5 separate regions of the Mus musculus genome follow, and regions 2, 3, 4 and 5 are each linked to region 1. A link is a contact called in public HiChIP or PLAC-seq, Micro-C and promoter capture Hi-C data. All regions are on one chromosome and are shown on one strand. The core of a region is the stretch at or near the end of the contact, and the rest is flanking DNA. Distances in the headings are between cores, read along the strand shown.

The links. Hi-C and Micro-C count contacts between places; a contact is called where the count stands out from the background. HiChIP or PLAC-seq counts read pairs in DNA pulled down with a chosen protein or histone mark. Capture Hi-C pulls out chosen DNA fragments and counts their contacts.
Region 2: a FOXA1 HiChIP or PLAC-seq map of pancreatic cancer cells shows a contact between it and region 1. The contact joins the promoter of Zc3hav1l here to the promoter of Klrg2 in region 1. A contact is called at or near these places in 1 of 39 promoter capture datasets (pre-B cells), 1 of 115 datasets of contacts at active chromatin or transcription factors (pancreatic cancer cells) and 1 of 9 other capture datasets (pancreatic islet).
Region 3: a contact with region 1 is called in a promoter capture Hi-C map of liver, with 4 times the contacts expected there. The contact joins the promoter of Tbxas1 here to the promoter of Klrg2 in region 1. A contact is called at or near these places in 16 of 39 promoter capture datasets (the 3T3-L1 cell line, 3T3-L1-derived adipocytes, the HPC-7 cell line and 10 more), 2 of 15 datasets of contacts at CTCF or cohesin (embryonic stem cells and large pre-B cells), 44 of 484 Hi-C or Micro-C datasets (the 63-12 cell line, the AML12 cell line, B cells and 29 more), 8 of 115 datasets of contacts at active chromatin or transcription factors (acute myeloid leukemia, bone marrow-derived macrophages, embryonic stem cells and 3 more) and 5 of 9 other capture datasets (adipose tissue, embryonic stem cells, liver and 2 more).
Region 4: a contact with region 1 is called in a Micro-C map of embryonic stem cells, with 2.4 times the contacts expected there. The contact joins the promoter of Zc3hav1 here to the promoter of Klrg2 in region 1. A contact is called at or near these places in 2 of 484 Hi-C or Micro-C datasets (embryonic stem cells and muscle stem cells) and 1 of 115 datasets of contacts at active chromatin or transcription factors (pancreatic cancer cells).
Region 5: an H3K4me3 HiChIP or PLAC-seq map of bone marrow-derived macrophages shows a contact between it and region 1, with 3 times the contacts expected there. The contact joins the enhancer-like site here to the promoter of Klrg2 in region 1. A contact is called at or near these places in 17 of 39 promoter capture datasets (the 3T3-L1 cell line, 3T3-L1-derived adipocytes, the HPC-7 cell line and 10 more), 3 of 15 datasets of contacts at CTCF or cohesin (the NIH/3T3 cell line, embryonic stem cells and large pre-B cells), 66 of 484 Hi-C or Micro-C datasets (the 63-12 cell line, the AML12 cell line, B cells and 42 more), 10 of 115 datasets of contacts at active chromatin or transcription factors (acute myeloid leukemia, bone marrow-derived macrophages, embryonic stem cells and 4 more) and 5 of 9 other capture datasets (adipose tissue, embryonic stem cells, liver and 2 more).

Annotation. Positions count from the first base shown.
Region 1 is chr6:38,635,941-38,638,516 of GRCm38.p6, reverse strand. It overlaps Klrg2 (killer cell lectin-like receptor subfamily G, member 2), which reads left to right and starts at 1,278. Exons shown (of 5, transcript NM_001033171.2): 1 at 1,278-2,141. The coding sequence starts at 1,451.
Region 2 is chr6:38,297,971-38,300,546 of GRCm38.p6, reverse strand. It overlaps Zc3hav1l (zinc finger CCCH-type, antiviral 1-like), which reads left to right and starts at 1,288. Exons shown (of 4, transcript NM_172467.3): 1 at 1,288-1,683; 2 at 2,460-2,576. The coding sequence starts at 1,307.
Region 3 is chr6:38,917,717-38,920,292 of GRCm38.p6, reverse strand. It overlaps Tbxas1 (thromboxane A synthase 1, platelet), which reads right to left and starts at 1,307. Exons shown (of 13, transcript NM_011539.3): 1 at 1,052-1,307. The coding sequence starts at 1,140.
Region 4 is chr6:38,353,296-38,355,871 of GRCm38.p6, reverse strand. Zc3hav1 (zinc finger CCCH type, antiviral 1) reads left to right here and starts at 1,269. Exons shown (of 13, transcript NM_001347122.1): 1 at 1,269-1,957. The coding sequence starts at 1,650.
Region 5 is chr6:38,899,007-38,901,582 of GRCm38.p6, reverse strand. It overlaps a transcript of Tbxas1 not described here. Among named protein-coding and RNA genes, the nearest start is that of Tbxas1, 19 kb to the left of the region's middle. Within about 2 kb of position 1,277, at least 81 of the 459 cell types and tissues checked have an H3K27ac peak or open chromatin away from gene starts, as enhancers often do. A contact at or near this core is called in the 63-12 cell line, the BV-2 cell line, the C2C12 cell line and 11 more, where this site is marked.

The sequences.
Region 1 (2,576 bases), core at 29-2,528:
AAGACAGGGTTTCTCTGTGCAGTCCCAGGTGTCCTGGAACTTGCTCTGTAGACCAGGCTGACCTCAAACTCAACTGCCTCTGCTTTAAACTACCTCTTTTATCTGCTAGCCCTACCCTGGAGTACTGGTTAAAAACAGTAGTGGCCTCATGCCTCTTCAGACTCAGGAAGTTCGGAAGGGACCTTAACAAATCTGTATTTTAAAAGGCTATTTAGGAACTGGAGAGATGTTTGTCAATAAGAACTTGCTGCCCTATCATCAGAAATCAAGTTCAAATCTCAACACCGACATCCAGCAGTTCACAAATGCCTGCAACTCGAGGTTCAAAATAGCTGAGCTTCAAAAAGCAGGCATATGCTACATACATGTCAACACTACAAGTAAGTCTATAATAACAAAAATTGTATTCAAGCCAAGTGTAGTGGTGCATGCCTTTAATCTCAGCATGCTTTTAACTCCGTGAGTTCCAGGACAGCCTGATCTACATAGCGAGTTCTAAGACAACCAGGACTACCTAGAGAGATTGTCTCAAAAAACAAAATGAAACCAAAACGGCAAAACAAAATAAAATACAACAACAACAACAAAAATCAAGACAAACAGAAAAATCCACAAAGCTCTCCACAAAGCTGTCTTCGAACCATCATGCTACCTCACTAAGCTGGTAGAGCACATGACACTTCATGGGGAAATGAGCATTCTCTCCTTGATTTTTTTATTTCGTTTTTATTTTTGTTTGTTTCACTATAAACTCAGGCTGGTCTGAACTTGCTATGTAGACCAGGCTGGCCTCAAACTCACAGAGATGTCTCTGCTGCCAGAGTGATGGGATTACAGGCATGGACCAAAGCGTCTGGCTCATTCCTCGTTCTCCGTGTTAAGTCTACAAGTAGTCAAGCTCCCAGAGTTGGAATCAGGACTTCAACCTTTCACTCGCTTCCAAACCACAACCGGTGACCCTGTCGCCATCACTTTTCCTTGTTCTGATATGTCTGAAGTCCTTATCCACGCAGATTTAGCCAATCCCTTCCCACTCAGTCTACAACTGAATCCACCCGCAGCACAGAGCCAGCAGGGGTAACGGGTGGGGCTCGGGATGAAGGAGAGGAAGGAATCTGCCAGTCTCTGGGTTCCCAGTGCTGCCTTAAGAGCCACCGCCCACTCTGTGACTCGCTCAACCGGGTCCTCCCAGCAACCGGTGCCACGGAAAGGCCAGGCTGGAGTTCCGAGGGTGTGGCCAATCCATAGCCACAGCCAATCACACAGGGTCCTCTAGTGAAGCTGTTAGTTGACAACGTGAACGACCCGAAACTTCTGGGGACCCAGCCTAGAACGCGACGCTCGCACGGCGAGTCTCGAGTCGGCGCGGAGGACGGAGCGGACCCGGGAAGCGTCTAGAGGAGGCCAGGGTGAGACCGGGTCCCCAGAGGAGCCCTCGGAAAGCTCGGGAATGGAGCCGCCGCAGGTCCCGGCGGAGGCGCCCCAACCCAGGGCCTCCGAAGACAGCCCGAGGCCGGAGCGGACCGGGTGGGAGGAGCCGGACGCGCAGCCCCAGGAGCTCCCGGAGAAGTCTCCGTCTCCAGCCCTGTCCGGTTCCCCTCGCGTACCGCCGCTCAGTCTGGGCTACGGCGCCTTCCGCCGCCTGGGCTCGTGCAGCCGCGAGCTGCCGTCTCCGAGCCCCTCGTGGGCCGAGCAGCCCCGGGATGGAGAGGCGGAGCTGGAGCCCTGGACGGCGTCAGGAGAGCCCGCACCCGCGTCCTGGGCGCCCGTGGAGCTGCAGGTGGACGTGCGCGTGAAGCCCGTGGGCGCGGCTGGGGCTAGTCGCGCGCCCTCGCCTGCGCCGTCCACGCGCTTTCTCACCGTGCCAGTGCCCGAATCGCCAGCCTTCGCCCGCCGCTCCGCTCCCACGCTCCAGTGGCTGCCCCGCGCCCCGTCACCAGGCTCCACGTGGAGCCGAGGATCGCCGCTTGCCGCGAACGCCACCGAGTCTGTCAGCCCCGCTGAGGGTTGCATGGTCCCCCCGGGCTCGCCCGCCTGCCGCTGCCGCTGCCGCGAGCCCGGACTGACCAAAGAAGATGACGCGCTGCTGCAGCGCGCAGGCATAGATGGCAAGAAACTGCCGCGGGCCATCACGCTCATAGGTGAGTGCTCAAAAGTGCTCGTGCCCGGTCCCTGAACTAGACTAACCAGAAGCCAATCTGGCTGCCCCCAAATCCATCCTGCTTCTGTCTCAGAATTAATAAGAATCAACCCAGGATCCTGCCCCTAGCCCTCCTCCCGGAAACTTTCCTTCCTTCTTAGTGTGCGCAGCATCTTGGAGAAGTAGAACTCTGGGTAAGGTGAGGGGAGATGATTCAGAATCACGTGGCAGTGGTGGCCTGGGTACACTTCCAAGGGCTGGGCTCCTTTCCGCCTTCAGGAGGGTCACCCATCAGCACACACGCTGAGCTGGCCCCGCGCCAGATGGCATGTGTTTTGCTTTGCGTGTGAAGGAGAGGCAAGTCTAGCAGTGCAGAAAGCCCCTGTGTTGGTTTACTTTTTCTTACTGTGATAAAATGCTGACCAAAAACAACTTG
Region 2 (2,576 bases), core at 39-2,538, 340 kb after region 1:
TCTAAGGGCAAGGTCTTTGGCTGAGTCGGGATCTCACCCATTTGGTTAGTCTAGCCAATTAGCTGCCCCTGTGGATCCTGCCACTGCCTACCAAGTGCTTGCATTACAAGTGGCCCCCACATCTTCCTGTATTTGTATAGGATCTGGGCATTCAAATTCCAGCCTCACACTTGTCTAGTAAGTGTTTTATCCACTGGGCTGTCTTCCCAGTCCATCTATTCTGTAACATACAGAATCAGTCTTATTAAACTTCTGGATACACTTGCTTACAACATCAGTGCCCTTGAAGTAAAATTCTTCCCTATCTCTATCTTGCTTGAACGTCTCTTCTCTCTGTGTGCATGTGGTTTTCATTCCTCTCTAACCCCTTTCTCAACTTGAATCTTTCTTTTTTCAGTTGTATCTTAGGTCGGCTTCTCTCAGAGGCAAACAGAGAAGGATTGTTTGAGAGCAGACCCTTTACAAGGTAATCCCAAGGAACCACTTCTCAGTTTACATTTTCGGCTGGGCTCCCTGGTAAGCAGATAAGGATTCCATGTAAACCGTTTCTTAGTAGGGAGGGAACACAGGGAAAGGCAGGTTCTACAGGAGCAACAGGGTTCTTTTCCATTAAGGAATCATAGCGACGAAACCATAGAATATCTCTCGACCACTCCGTAGAGGAATAATACGCTAGGAATTTGTCCATTGTTAGGAAGGAAAATCCTTTTAGGTTTAGTGGGTGTTTATGTATATTGTCACCAATTTGACAATAGGAAAAATGTTTATTTATAAGCTGACAGAGAAAAATCAACAATATCATGGCTCAATCCCATCTGAGGCATGGAGCTGATTGATCAGTATTATGGTGTGTGTTCAATAAACCATCCCTATCTGACTGAAATCGGGGTTTGTGTAAGCTCGTGGGGCGACTCATGGACCCCAACACTTAGGAAGTTTTTACCCACTGTGCTGGTTCCTTACTAGGTTTTTTGAGACAGGGTGTCATGTAGTCCAGGCTAGCCTCCAACTCCCCTTTGCAAAGGACGCTGGCCTTGATCTCGGCCTTTTCTTGCCCCCACCTCCCAGGTGCTAGCTAACATTCCAGGCGCGCGCCCCCAGGCTGGGAGAACCACTTCAGCAGTTTACATTCTTTGCAGCCCTCCCTGTTATCCGGTATCTGCCAGGAACCCAGGAGCCAGGAATGTTGCAGGGGCTCAGGCCCTGCCTTCTGAGGCCCGGCCCCCTACAGCTCGCAGGCTCCGGTCGGGGCCGCGGCGGGGAGGAGCCTGGAGGCCCCGGGCTGGCGGGGACGCGCTGGCGGGCCATGGCGGACCTCACTCTGTGCGCGTTCCTCACCAAGGTGCTGTGTGCTCACGGCGGCCGCATGTTCCTGCAGGACCTGCGCGGCCACGTGGAGCTGTCGGAGGCGAAGCTGCGGGCCGTGCTGCGGCGCGCGGGTCCAGAGCGCTTCCTGCTGCAGGAGGTGGAGCTGCGCGACGGCCCGTGGGACGCAGAGGCCGAGGTGGCGGCGGGCGAGGGCGCGGGCGCGGGCTCAGGCGGCGGCGCCACGGCCTGCAGGGTGATGGCCGTGTCCTCCGCGCGCCTCTGCGCCCGCTACCAGCGCGGGGAGTGTCAGGGCTGCGACCAGCTGCACTTGTGTCGCCGCCACATGCTGGGCAAGTGCCCCCACCGCGACTGCTGGTGAGGGGCGGAGTCCTCAGTGTCCAGCGGGGCAGTGGGTGCGGGCGGGCGGGATGCGCCTTCCGGATGCTTCTCGGCGAGCCTGGGTGGGATGGGACAAAGGCCTTCGCGCTGGCCGCCCTGTGCACCTAGTCGCCGAGAGAAATAATATGGAAGGTCTCTCCACTGAGGTTTATTATTCACCCCCCCCCCGCCCCCCAATTTGCTGTCCCTGTCCCAGGATGCTAGGATGTTCCACAACAGCAGCCCGGTTGAATCCGTGTTGCCACTTTTGAATTCACTTATGCCAAATGCCGCTTGAGGGACACCTGGGGGCTTTATGGCCCGCGGAACTTCTGTTCCCTTCTCTCCCTCCTTCCATAACCACAGCCCTTTCGCGCTTAAAAATCTGGTGTCCAATCGCAGGAAACTGGTGGCAGGATGGGGTGAGGGCATAGTGCTGCATAGCCCAAGCCCAGTGCTTTGCAGCAATCCGGGAAGCTTTCTAGTGCTTTCTTTGTAGTGTTGGTGGACAAAGAGAGGCCAGCAGCTGTTGTTGGCCTGAAGATTACGTTTTAGTCTTTACAAAAACAGATAAGTAATCTCAAAAAAGCCTGAGGGTAGGGTACTCACAGAACAGGGAAATGACCCCTGGAAGCTGAGTTGCCTCAATCCGAATTGTTTTATTAGTACTTGGGGAATTCACTTGTGAAGTGGAAATGCCCTAGGCAGAGTTAGACCCACCAGCCTCTTCCCTCTTCTTGACCCGGCCTCCTGACTGCTTTGAACTCTTCTAGGTCTACCTGTTCTCTGTCCCATGATATCCACACACCTATCAACGTCCAAGTCCTGAAAAGCCGGGGGCTTTTTGGCCTCAATGAAGGGCAGCTGCGAATCCTGCTTTTGCAGAACGA
Region 3 (2,576 bases), core at 58-2,557, 280 kb before region 1:
AAAAAAATAACCAAACCAGTTAAAAACCAAAAGAGCACTGGGCCCGATGCTGGGCTTCAGAGCCAATTTCCAATAAGTCATATCATCATCAGAGAACATCAAACGCACATTCCACTTTCAGCTATGCAAATTCCAAAAGAATAATACCTCACATTTGCATAATGCTTGATGTTTTTCAAAGTGCCTTCCCAGCTATTAATCTACGGGTGGCTTTATTACCACTAGAAACATAAATTGAAACTCTCTTCCAGCTCTTCTTTTTTTTTTCCACTTTCCCCTCAAAACCCAGAGACAACCTAAATCCAAGTGTTTGGGAATCCATGGGTATCTCCAGGAAAGGTAAGGACCCCGCTGGGTAAACACAAATATAGCTCATTGTGAGGTCTGTCCTTCACAGTCACCATTGGGGCCAGCTTTTAAAACACAAGGTCTGTTGTTGAACTAACAAACACACAAAGAGCAACAGTGTATGTAGCACAAGTTTAAGATTCCTTCTGGGTCCCCAGCTTCATTGTCACCACACCTGGCTCTTAATTTGGCACCCATCCCCTTCTACCACATATTAGAAAATTGGGAAATTTATTCTACCACTTTGTCCTTAACCCTGCAGGCATCTCTGTCCCCAGTAAAGTTTGTTTGCCGAAGAGCTTCCATGTCTTTAACTTGATGTGAGCCAAGAGGCTGAATTCGTTGCAAACTCAACATGAAATGATTTCAAAAAACAAGGTGAGCAGGTACGTCAGGGTTGGAGAAAGCCCTTCTAGCCATCCCCGATGCCTTTCCAATCCGCTTCTTTTTCCATTTCTTTCAGACTTAATTGTGTGTAGCGTTCCCAGTCACAGAGTCTCCAGCATTTCCTGACACTTGAATCTCATGCATTTTAGCAAAAAATTAACCTGGCTGTTTGCTTTTAATTCCGAAGCCGTGTTAATACTCAACTCCCTCTAGATTAGACAAGAAGAAAAACACACGCCCGCATACCCCACCTGGCACCACAGGCTCCTGGGCTGACATTTGTAGTGTCGCAGTCCCTGTGGTTGGCCACACTTACCATTTCAGGAGGGCCAAGAGAGCCACGAGCAGAGTCACAGTCACTATGGTACCACTGACTTCAAACTTGAGAAGCCCCAACACTTCCATTTTTCCTCGGAGACCCCGGAGGGGTGGTCCTCAGGAGGAAAGAGGGTGCTGCTCTCCTGCCCTTATAGGAGTCCTGATCTGTATATAGGTGGTGGAGAAAGAAGTAGGTAGTCAGCTGAACATCCCATCAAGTGAGTCCCCCAAAAGTGCTCTTTCTTAGAGTGTGCCTTTCTTTATAAAGAGGAAGGAAGCAGAGGGAGAAACAAAGGGCTTCAGGGCAATGAATCAGCAACTTTATTTTCTTGATGACTGTGTTGTCAATAAACATTTATGTTAGCTTCCCCAGAAACAGGAGCAGACAGGCGGGCCTCATGGTCATCATGAAGCAAAATGGTTGTTAACCATTGACTGCTTCTCAAATACGCCGTCCTCAGAGAAAGACCTCCTGCAAGATTTGCCTCTCTACACCTTTGTCGATCTGTACTTCAGTGGTGACACAGGCCAGGGCACTCTGAATGTTCCATGGATTCTGGGGGCCAGGTGGACAGCATCATCTGCTTTGTAGCCAACCACCTCCCAGTGCATTGGTTATAGGATGCAAGCTCCTGACTGAGAGGAGAGGCATGCTCACAGTATTGGTGCAGACCACAGATCTTACCTCGGGTGAGCGCTCTCAGCATGAGTTGTTGGTTGTGTAAAAGCTCACTCGTAGTCGTGTGTGGGTTGACTGTTCTAGCTTCTGGTCTAATTTGATGAAAGACACTGGATGATTTTATTTGCTTATTCATCAGCGTGTTTCATCCTGAAGACAGATAAAAAGGTTGGGTGAGCAGGAAAACACCCACCATGACGTTATTCGGCCATTCATAGAGTGTATATGGGGTCAGCATCCGCCATACTCACAAATGATGCTGGCCCCCAACCCTGGAGAAGATTCTTTGCAGATGGATATACAGTCTACAAACGAAGGAATAATTACCAGTGCAGAACAGTGCTGTGAAGGTTCTCAAAACGGAGCTTCGGGGACAGCCTGTGGGATGGCCTGCTAGGAGGTATAGTGGGGAAGACTCTAGGGAGGAAAGCCATCACTGAGATTTGCCTGTGAGAAAGCAGTTTGTCCTGTAGAGAGCTGCAGGAGAAGCAGAAAGAGAGCATGGGTGGAGGCCTGGAGGTGGGAAAACCTTTCTGCGCTTTAAGTACTACGGTAAGACCCACGAGCCTTGTTCTTTTCCTCAACTACCCCCCCCCATCTTTCTTTCTCCTCTCTCAGAGTAGGCTTCTCCTCCACAGGGTCAGATAGTCTGCTCAAATTAAGGAGCTACCATGCAGAGTGACAGCTAGTGCTACTGGAGCAACGGCAGGTTTATGGCCATGCTCAGGGAAGGAACAACCTCAGATGTGACTGAATTCAGTGCACATGCCAGAGCAACACTGTGGAAAAAACAACATATATACTTGTGTATACACACACACACACACAGTGCTCCCTAAGGCGT
Region 4 (2,576 bases), core at 20-2,519, 280 kb after region 1:
ATTTATCAGAGAGAGAGGGGGGAGGAGGAGGGAGGGAGGAAGGAAGAGAAAGAGTGTTGTGGAGGTCAGAGGGCAACTTGCTAGAGTAAACTCTCCCAGCATGTGGGGAAATTCTGGGGGTCAAATTAGTGTCCTGTGTTTTAGCAACTGGTGCCTTTACCTGCTCAATTATCTTCCTGGCCAATAATCCCTTTGCCCCAGTCTCACAAGTGCTGATATTACCGGCATGCCTTCACCACGCCAAGCTTTTAATATTATTTTAGCGTGTGTTTGTCTGAGTGGGTGGGGTCACTCGCACCTCCCTCTTGTGAAGTTTGAAAGCATCGCAGTGCACACTTCTCCTGCACCGTGCCTGCAGATTTTAAAGAAAGGGTTCCCATCTGATCGGTGAGCGCTCCATTCATTTCATTTCTGAGTGCTGAAAGGAAAGCCCCTTTCTTTTTCTAATTTGGGTCTAGTGTTTACTGGCCTGCAAATTAGCTGAGAATACAGATGAGACAAACTAAACACAATTGTGCAAAAGAAGTTTTAAAGTCACAATTTAACAAGGGGAGGAGGCCGAAGAGCGTATAAGGTTTGTGTGTGGTGAGTGTGTTTCACTACGGAGTCTGGAAGGACAATCGGAGTTTTTTTTTAATGCTAATGTTTGGAGCAGCAGAATCTTCCGGAAAGCTCCCTGGGGACACGGATGGCTCTTTAATTTCATCAGCCTTTGCTTTCCTCAAAGGGAAATCTAGTTATTATTTCCTTCTGTCTCTACAGTAACTCTACGGTAAGGTAAGGGTTTACCTTAAAAATCATCTTCATGCCAAGGGGGGAGGGGTGGGGGAAATCTGAAGACATTCTAAGCAGTTGGTTTGAGGCACCAAAATTGGAGATTTTAAGTTAGCAAGGCCAGAAAGGATCAAAGAGTGGGTCTTCAAATAGCTCTGGAGAAGGCTACGTAAGAAACCAGGGAGAGTAACAATCACCGCCCTCTAAGAGGGGCTCGGCACTGGGTAGAAAGTGCGTAATCCTAGATCTGGTGCCGCGGAATCAGGCCCGGAAACAAACTCTCGAGAACCTCGGTCATCCGAGCTCCACCTGTTCCTTCAAGTTATTTCCCCAAGTGCGGAGTTCGGATAATATCCATGTCCTAAGGTGGTGGCGAGCATTGACGACACTCGGCGGAGAGTCCCGCTTACAGGAAGCGCTCACCAGGTCTGCTCTTTCCGGGGCTGGGTGGGGCTGATTTGAGGACGCCTCTAGTGGGCCCCCCAGGATGCGTCACTCTCCTCAGGCTCATCAAAACTCCACCCGAGCCTCACGAACGTCCTTACTTCCTCTCTTCCTGGTAGCAGCCTTGCAGTCCCGAGCTCGGGGGACCTCACGTCTAGCCTGGAACCGAGGGTACCGCGCCGCGGCGGACCTGCCCGCCTAACGTCGCTCGCTTCCCATTCGCTCTCCCGCGCGGCTGACTTTAAATCTGACCCCAGGACCTCGTCGTCGAGGTCGGGCCTCGCGACACCACCGCCGGAGTTGGAAAGCGAAACCGCTCTGCTCTGCGAGCGGCACCGCCCGCGTCCGCCCCTGGGACCGCGCGTAAGTTTCGATTCTCCGTGAAGCCGAGTCCCGCGCAGCGGCCGGAGCAGCGGCAGCCATAGCGCGCCATGACGGATCCCGAGGTATTCTGTTTCATCACCAAGATCCTGTGCGCTCACGGGGGCCGCATGACCCTGGAGGAACTGCTGGGTGAGATCAGCCTCCCCGAAGCGCAACTCTACGAGCTGCTGAAGGCAGCAGGGCCCGATCGCTTTGTGCTATTGGAGACTGGAGACCAGGCCGGGATCACTCGGTCGGTGGTGGCTACTACTCGAGCCCGCGTCTGCCGTCGCAAGTACTGCCAGAGACCCTGCGACAGCCTGCACCTTTGCAAGCTTAATCTGCTCGGCCGGTGCCACTATGCACAGTCCCAGCGGTGAGTGCAGCGGGAATGGGGAAGGTTCTCTAATTGCCTAGTCCGGCGCCGCGGGGCAGCTTCCTAGGGGAGGCGGGAACCGGGTGGATATGGCTCACTCGGCTGCAAACCCCTTCTCCCTCTATCCCTCCTAATCTCTAGACCAGTGGTTCTCAGCCTTCCTAATGCTGCGACCCTTTAATACAGTTCCTCAGGTTTGTGACCCTCAACCATAAAATTATTTTCGTTACTACTCCGTAACTGTAATTTTGCTACTGTTATGAAATGTAATGCAAGTATCTGTGTTTTCCAATGGTCATATTCGACTCCTGTGAAGTTAGACCCCCAGGTTGAAAAATCTGTAGCCAAAGCGCTATTGGAAAGGCGGACAAGGCTGCCTCTCTACCCTTCTCACCTCCCACCAGAATCCTAATTAAAGTACGTTTGCACCAACCAGAGTTTGTAGAAGTTGCAGGCACACCTTTTTCTCCTTGCTACTCTGGTACCTCGAATGTTGCGATCGCCCCAGAATCCTAGCGGTGCTGCCCAGTCTCCTGTGTCTCGGGTGCGCCAACTCCTGGATCGCTGTGACCCTTCACTCCTTGTCTCTCCACCTGGCCAGATAGATAACTAAAGGTAT
Region 5 (2,576 bases), core at 28-2,527, 260 kb before region 1:
AAACCCAAATCAAGTTGGCAATGAAGATCCACCATCACAACCACTTTCCAGCAGAGAGGGGCCAGCTTGCACGGGGGACCTTAAGATGTGCAGGAAGCTGAGAACTTAAGGCAGCAACAACAGGCTAGGTGAGGTCCAGAAGGCCCTTTGGGAGCCTTTTGAGAAACTGGAAGCTTGTGGTTTCGAAGGGAGAGAAGTGATTCCCTTCACAGACATGTGGGAGGCGTGTTGGGGTGGGGTCATTTAGTCAGAGAGTAACTGAGCTGGTAGCGGGAACTAAGGGTGACAGTGAGGTTAGATGCACTTAGTGAGCATGCAGGAGACAAGTCCTGTGAGAGAGGAGGACTTGGTTGTTGACATGTGGAGTTGCTGTGTCTGATCTGGGAGACCTTTGGTTGACAATATCCTACAGCTAGCTACTTAGGCAGCTTTGGGAGATATCTAGGCTGCACCTCTGAACCGGACACCAGGTTTTCAGATGGCAGTGAAATCTTTCGAGGCATAATGTTATTTAGGATGGTGTGGAGAGTGGGCAAACAGACAGGCAGAGCATAGAGGAGCCATGGTACAGGTGTATACAGAGTGTAGTAAAAAGCAAAGAGGAGGGAGCTTCCAGAAGCAGCAAAGAAAGAAGGAGTTGTTTGGTTGGTTTTGGTTTCAGTTTTGGTGTAAGTGGTATGGAGTGTGTGAGTGTGCGGTGTGATTTGTGTGTGGTATGGTATGTGTATTATATATACTTATTAGTGTGTGGGTACACTTGTGCATGTAGGTGCACATACACACATGGGCAAAAGGAGGTCCAAAGTCTGTTCCAGATGTCTTTCCTTGATTTCTCTCTGCCTCTTGTTTCCTTGTGTCTTATCTGTCTCTCCACTGAACTCTCAATGTCAAGAAGGCCTGGAGCATGCATATCTTGGAAACCATTCTTTCTCTATCTACTAGCACAAGGTTCAAGGTTTAGCACAGGGTCTCTCACAGAACCTAAAGCCTTTCAATTTAGCTAGCCTGGCTGGCCAATGATCTTCAAGCACCCACCTTGAAGTCTCTGCCCTCTCTCCTCAGTGCCGGCATTATAGGATTATTTTGTTTTGAAAACTGCTAAAACTATTTCTGAAATTGATTTGGAGTAATAAAAAGAAGCAGGAGGAAGAAGTACAAGGAACAAATAAATGTCAATGAGACAGCGCAACACGCTGAAGACGATCCCCACAGCACATTGCTAGGAAAAGAGGAAGCCCAGGCTGGAGTGATGACTCAGGAGTTAAAAACACTGACTGCTCTTGTAGATAACCTAAGTTCAGTTCTTGGTACCCATGACAACTGCCTGCTCTCCAGTTATGGGAGAAGTGATGTCCTCTTTTGGTCTCCTAAGTGTGTACACACACACACATACACATGCACACATACATGTACACGTATGCACACACACATATCCACACAGACACACTCACAGGGATGAAAATAGATTTCCTCATATATATTAAGAAGAATGATTGAATTCCACTAATAAAAGGTCGCTTTTGGTTTTGTTTGTAATAAAAGAAGTAATTAAGCAACCAGTGGGAAAATACTGAAACTTTACACAGTTGAGATGCTAACTAGAGGGAGCAGAAGAGGATATGAGAAAGGCACAGAGAGCTGGAGGAAGAAGTGAGAGGGTTTTGTATGAGAAGCATTGAAAAACAGTAACACTGAGCCTTGTGCTAGGAGATTAAAGGATGGTTTCCAAGATGTACATGGTCCAGACACTCTTGACATTGAGAGTTCAGTGGGCAAACAGATAAGACACAGGAAACGAACAAAGTAATTGAAAAGGATGATTAAAATATACAAAGGAATAAAAAATAAGAAGAATGGTGGTGGAAAGTGGCTTTTCTGGAGACACTTAGGCAAGACCAGAGAGATGATGGGTTCTGCTGGCCAAGAAGCAGGAAGAGGGTAGACAATGGGATGCTTCTGAGAGCCTATCAGAAAGCAAGGAACAGGGGTGGTGGGACCAGTGTGGGACCCACAGATATCCAGGGAGGCTGGCAGTGAGCTGGGCAGGGCCCTGGAGGTTTTGACAAAGATGTGGGACTTTATTCTGGTGCAGTGAGAAGCCATGACTTGCACTGAACCTGACTTGCACTGGAAAAAATTTCTTCTGACCACAGTGTTGAGAAAGAGTTGGAAGGATAGAGAGGGCCAGGGAGAATGGGGGTAGCTTATAGTAATTATAAGGTATGGGACTAGCTCCAGTGAAGGTAGTAACCATGGAGATGATGAGGGGGCAAGGTAATACTGTAGAGGTACAACCTACAGAACTGTTGATGGAAGGAGAGGGAATACAGAATGATCCCCAAGTCTCTGCAAACTCATGTGTTTATGGGACCATAGGAAATCTGTAGAAATTGTTTCATTGTCTAAGTTGCATGAGGCAGGCCAGGATTCCTGCTGTAGAGAGCAGGGGGACCTCAGAGATTCTAAGATTGAATGCTGTGTTAGGCACATTGTTCTAGGTTATGTGCAGGCTGGAACAGTGAGTCTAGTGAATGAAGACCTGGTAAAGGAGGAACTAAAAGATAATCTAAAGAAGA